Regions from separate parts of the Mus musculus genome. Here region 1 is linked to region 2. A link is a contact called in public Hi-C data. All regions are on one chromosome and are shown on one strand. The core of a region is the stretch at or near the end of the contact, and the rest is flanking DNA. Distances in the headings are between cores, read along the strand shown.

What was found. Hi-C and Micro-C count contacts between places; a contact is called where the count stands out from the background.
Region 1: a contact with region 2 is called in a Hi-C map of the MNK3 cell line, with 5 times the contacts expected there. The contact joins the enhancer-like site here to the promoter of Lrrc17 in region 2. A contact is called at or near these places in 10 of 39 promoter capture datasets (the 3T3-L1 cell line, 3T3-L1-derived adipocytes, the C10 cell line and 6 more), 1 of 15 datasets of contacts at CTCF or cohesin (pro-B cells), 13 of 484 Hi-C or Micro-C datasets (B cells, the C2C12 cell line, the MNK3 cell line and 6 more), 2 of 115 datasets of contacts at active chromatin or transcription factors (double positive thymocytes and embryonic stem cells) and 3 of 9 other capture datasets (adipose tissue, macrophages and pancreatic islet).

Annotation. Positions count from the first base shown.
Region 1 is chr5:21,585,412-21,588,327 of GRCm38.p6, reverse strand. The region is part of intron 7 of Fbxl13 (F-box and leucine-rich repeat protein 13); the gene reads left to right. Among named protein-coding and RNA genes, the nearest start is that of Lrrc17, 43 kb to the right of the region's middle. Within about 2 kb of position 1,422, at least 40 of the 459 cell types and tissues checked have an H3K27ac peak or open chromatin away from gene starts, as enhancers often do. A contact at or near this core is called in the C2C12 cell line, the MNK3 cell line and bone marrow-derived macrophages, where this site is marked.
Region 2 is chr5:21,542,259-21,545,018 of GRCm38.p6, reverse strand. It overlaps Lrrc17 (leucine rich repeat containing 17), which reads right to left and starts at 1,492. Exons shown (of 4, transcript NM_028977.1): 1 at 1,300-1,492. Fbxl13 (F-box and leucine-rich repeat protein 13) reads left to right here. Exons shown (of 21, transcript NM_001199632.1): 12 at 1,230-1,359.

The DNA.
Region 1 (2,916 bases), core at 173-2,672, 43 kb before region 2:
TCCGTATCTTGCCGCTCTTGCATTCTTCCTGCCTCTCTTCTGCTGCATCCTCTGAGAGCGTGGTATAAATACACTGATTAGGGATAGGCCCTCCGCCATCACATATTCTCATCGTTTTGAAATCTCTGTGCTCACCAGTGTCCACTAGAAAGTATTCTCTCATTAAGGCCAAGAGTAGCTGTAAAAGTTCCGGCTTTTCTATACCTGCCCTTGTTCCTGAATAATGACATGGACACCTTGATAGTTATTAAAGGCTTCAAGCACTACAGCTGGGCAGATTCTGATCTATTCTAACCCGACTATGTTGCCCAGGCCTACTTCCTGAGCCACGAGGGGTTACATGCAGTCTTCCTCTCACTTTGGCTTCGCTGTCTTCTGGTAGACTCCCTGGTCTCCAAGAACCTCAGCCTGTTTCAAGGCACGGAAGTCCCGCCTTCTCTCCTGTCAGCTATAGGCTGATCAGCTCTTTATTGACCAATCAGAAGACGATGAAGAACAATGTTTTACAAAAAAAACAAAACAAAAACCGAGTCAGGAAATACTTCTTAATAAGGACAATAGCCAATGAAGGAGCTAGAGAAAGTAGCCAAAGAGCTGAAGGGGTCTGCAGCCCCATAGGAGAAACAACCATATGAACTAACCAGTACCCCCAGAGCTCCTTGGGACTAAAGCACCAATCAAAGAAAACACATGGTGGAACTTGTGGCTCTAGCTGTATATGTAGCAGAGGATGGCCTAGTCGGCCATCAATGAGAGGACAAGTCCTGTAAAGGTTCTATGCCTCAGTATAGGGGAATGCCAGGACCAGGAATGGGAGTGGGTGGGTTGGGGAGCACGGGGAGGGGGGAGGGGGTTTTCGGAGGGGAAACTAGGAAAGGGGATAACATTTGAAATGTAAATAAAGAAAATATCTAATTATACATATATGTAAATTAATATTATAGCAAGTCCTGGCTGCATCCAGGTCTCTGGGTGCAGATATTAGCATTTGAATACACAGTGCACAAAAACACCCCCTGCAAGTAGCATTTGTCGATGAGTGTAAATATAAATATTCAGAAGGCAGTTTGAGAAGTGTGGAGTGCTTCCTGAGTTTTTAGATCCTCCTCACTCAAGAACTATACTTCTTTGTATTGCTTAACCCGAAGCCAGCACAACATGCACACTTTTTAGGCAATAACAATGTGAACGAATAGGTATAGTTTTCTTCCTGAGCGAAAACCGAATTTAGAATAGTTTAGTCGTGATTGCTCTCTCCATTCTTAGGTTATTATCATCTAGTGTTTAGTCTCTTTAAAATTTGAGAGTGCAGGTGCTGAAGAGGCCAGCAGAGGGCAGTGGGTCCCCTGGAGTGGATGTTACCCGCAGTTGTAAGCCACCCAAATTGGGTCCTCAGGCTCAGCAAAGCATTCTTAACTGTTGAGCAGTCTCTCCTCTAATGCTTTAGTCACACTACTGTTTTACAAGGTTAGTGTGGGTAGCTATGTACTGGTTAGATTCTTTGCTCATCATGAACTATTTGTATCCTCCACCCCTTTGGGGATTTCAATATTCTTCGGAAAGTGTGTGTGTGTGTGTGCACTTTCTCTCTTACTCCTATTTAATTTTAGATTTTAGTCTTTTTTGACAGTATCTTTCTCAAGAATGCTGTCTTCCTTGTATTGATTACCTTAAACTTAAAACTTAGGAGTTTTATGATCACAGTCTGACCAGTGATGTTTTCATTTCTGTTTACGCTTACTGGATTTTCTCCTCGTGTTGGTTAGCCTTTAGTTTTATTTGGGCTTAATTTGTGGCAGTTCTGTAATGCTTGGCTCCAGTTTGTGTCTCTTTAGAGAAAATGATTTATTTCTGACCAATGTCCCAGGGGTTATTTTCAATTTGGAACCATGTTTCATGCTAATATATCAAATCCAGCTGCAAAGATCATAGATTTCAGGTGGATTCCATAAACAGTTAAAGCAGGCATGGCAGCTGGTCTTTGCTTACCAGTTCTTTGGGGGAGGGTTTATTTTTATTCCAACGGCATTATAATGTGTAGTATGTGCCTCTGTTGGATAAGTGTGGTGACTGTCTCCTGTGTCTGCATAGGCTTACAGAGCTCATTTGTCATGAAACCATCCCTATTGCCTTCCAGACACTTGTACCAGGAGTGCTTGTCAGTCTGGATTTATAAACTTTCTTTACTTAAAAAAAAATTCAAGTTATGTTTAAAATTTGTTTTAGTATTTATTGATGTTTTGTATCAAGAATATTTTTTCCCAATCTGCTACTTATCCAGAGATGGAAACCAGATGGGTTTATTGAGCTTTCCTAAGAATATCATAACTTTAGGAAAATGCAGTTCATCTTAGCAATTATTAAATGAGTTCTGTGTTTTAGCTACTATTTAGAGAAAGATCACTAGCTTTCTTCCAGAATACTTCCTTCATGCAGAAAACAAGCATGCTCATCTTTTTGCTATCTTTCTGTAGCTATCAGTTTGAACTATCACATGATCATATTTTCAAGTGGTTTATATAAAACTTTCTACAGAGTTTGCAGCTCAATAGTAATAAAATATTGTAAAGAACTATGAACAGAGACTACATTATAGAGTTCCACCTAGTACTTTGTTTAATTCACTGTAAGAATATAGTTTATGATGCAGCTTTAAAAAAATTCCCAGATTTATGTTTATAAGAGTCTGAGGAAGCCGGGCAGTGGTGACGCACGCCTTTAATCCCAGCATTTGGGAGGCAGAGGCAGGCAGATTTCTGAGTTCGAGGCCAGCCTGGTCTACAGAGTGAGTTCCAGGACAGCCAGGGCTATACAGAGAAACCCTGTCTCGAAAAAACAAAAAAACAAAAAACAAAAACAAACAAACCAAACCAAAACAAAGAAAACATTCCTCCCTTGAAATGTAACTCTAGCCTT
Region 2 (2,760 bases), core at 243-2,742:
GCTTTGGCTCTTCTGTGGAATCTCATGCACACAGCTATTCCCAGAGGGGAACGTGTGTTCTCAATCAGTAACTCACCTCGGAATAGAGCCATTAAATCATATAGACTTGAGTTTTGATTTTAGGGCTAAATCTAACCTATGGGCAAGGGTTGCATATCTTATTTCACATTTATGTTAAGATAAACTTGCTTTGCAAGCATCAGGAGAGGTGGAGGGGCATTCTCTGCCTCCTTCTAGAGTACTCGATGGCCGCTAAGCTGTTGCAGACTCCAGACTAAGAGCGTATTGGTAGTTATTGCACAAGGAGGCAGCAAGAATCCTTACATTTTTAAAGAATGCCATGCTGAGGAGGGCTTAGAAGCTTGTCCACAGAGTGTCCTGAAAATGCCAGCCCTTACGTGGTGGAACAGACACATCCTAAACCAACCCATGCCCGCCCGGTCCCCTTTCTTCTGGAAGCTCTCATTTTGGTCATTGTGGTAATGGCATCTTTCCTGTTCCAACTCCAGTGAGATTGACAGCCTCCTGTGTAATTTTTATTTGTCTCAAGTGTTGCCCACTTAGCTACTCGATGTTCTTAGCCTATGTTTAACTCCTGAGTACATATCAGTCTGAACCGTTATTTTTAATTATCCTAAGGACATCATTACTCACAAAGCCATGCACGTTGAAATCTCTGGCTTTTAAATCATTTTTTTAATCAGACCCATTTTTTATTTGTCTCAAGTGTTGCCCACTTAGCTTGCTGCGTAAGGTTTTGTCTTCTTTCTGCCCTGATTCCTCACCATGATGGAACAGCTACTTTCCATAAAATGCTTATGAAATGTTTATCTTTCTCAACAGTTCATGTAGTAGTTTGGCAAAGGTAAGAGCTAAAAACTAGAGAGTAAACTCTAACTTGGGTTTCAGCAACAGACTTTCAAATAATATGCATGCAAGACTCCACCCACCCTCCAGCCAAGAAAAGTGTTACCCCATCAAGTTTCATGGAATCCTCCCAGATAGCCTTTCTTTCCCTTTGACATGCAGCCATGCATTATCTTCTCTATCACTGACACCCCCTTCACGTAACAGCAAGAGAGACTGCAGCTGTAAAACTGCCGAACATCTGCAAGCAGAGTGCACGATGAATACAGCTTTCGGTCTCTTTGTCATAGTGGCTCAAGAAAGACTTGAGAAAAGCTAAGTATTTGACTCTCCTTCCTCCCCTCTCTGCCCCATCGCCCCAGGTACTTCCACAACTTACAGAACCTCAGTCTGGCTTACTGCCGAAAGTTCACCGACAAAGGCTTACAGTACCTGAACTTGGGGAACGGATGCCACAAGCTCATCTATCTGGACCTTTCCGGCTGCACCCAGGTTTGCCTCCCAGTCTCAGTCTTCTCTGTCCTGCAGCAGGCGAGGACGTCCTCCCGAGAGCCAGCTGCATCCAGCCCTCATGTTGCACTAATGCTGTGCGTGGAGCACAGAACACTCTGCTGAGGTTTTAAATTACATGGCCACAGCTGCTTCAATTTTCTCCAGGATTGCTACTATAGGCGCCTGGCTTCTGTCCACAGGCGCGTCACATCAACAAACAGGCAGAGCTCATTGGATGATGAAACGGACCACTTCTGAGAACAGTTTGAGGGCAGAGTCCAAATCTCCAAAACTTTATAGAGCCACTAAGATACAAACAAATGGGGTGGGATACACAGGATTCCTGACAAGGCAGTTAGGTCCCCCGTGGGCTTTTCTCTGGGTAAAATGCTACAAGCAATAAATGTGAGAAATAGAAGTCCCACATAAAGGACCGTAAATGTTTAAAACTGCATTACATACATATCCTAAATATTACAAAGATGTGAGATTCGGGTGGGAAACTGTTTGAAGATGAAGGGACAGGGATTGGGGAAGTTGGGCAGGCAGTCATGTGAAATATATGGCATTCAGATGCACTCGCTACTTCTTCCACAGTTCCTTCTGCTATCTATAGTTTCCATAGACTTAAGCTATCCTTCCTGTGACCAATTTTCTCCCATTTCTTCGTGTCTCAATATTGATGTCTTCAGTAGTATACTATGTTCTTCATAATGCCACACAGGTGAGAGCTGGTTAAAATAAATGTCTAACCACAACCAGCTAGCTGTAGTTGCCAATGATTGAGCTGTTTTTGTGTTAGGTGAGACATCACTCTTTATACAGTGGATTCCTTGTGAGGGTTTTGTGCCCATTTACCAAAGTTCCAAGTGGTAGAATAAACCGGCCAGTTTTGCCTAGAAGCCTATGGTGTAGGTCACATGATAAGCACCTGGAGGCGGACACCACGGGGCAAGGAATTCTTATGCAGCTGCACTGTTCCCTGAACATGACTTCCTAGTGTTCTAGGTATGAGAGGTGAGAAGAGAAGACTTGTCTAAGGTTGAAATAAATGTACAGAATGGATACTTCCGTGAACTAGCGTGCAGACGTGCATTAGTACCAACCAGGACTTAAGTTGGAAGTACCCTTGTTTTCCTCATTGTGGCTGGATTTCTGATAGCTTTTTGACCTTGGCCATCTGATGTCTCTAAAGTACTTATTAAGAAAACCTGGGACTGTAGGAATTGTACATTCTTTCTCTGCTTTCCGTTGAGAGCAGCTGCTTTAAAAAGCTTTGTTATGGTTTTACAGCCTAGGAATGTCTTTCTCCCAGATCTGGGAGCTGTCCCTTTGACACAATCTCATCAAAGAGGATAGTGTCTCATCTGTGGGAGGGTAGAACACTACCTCAGATGAGAC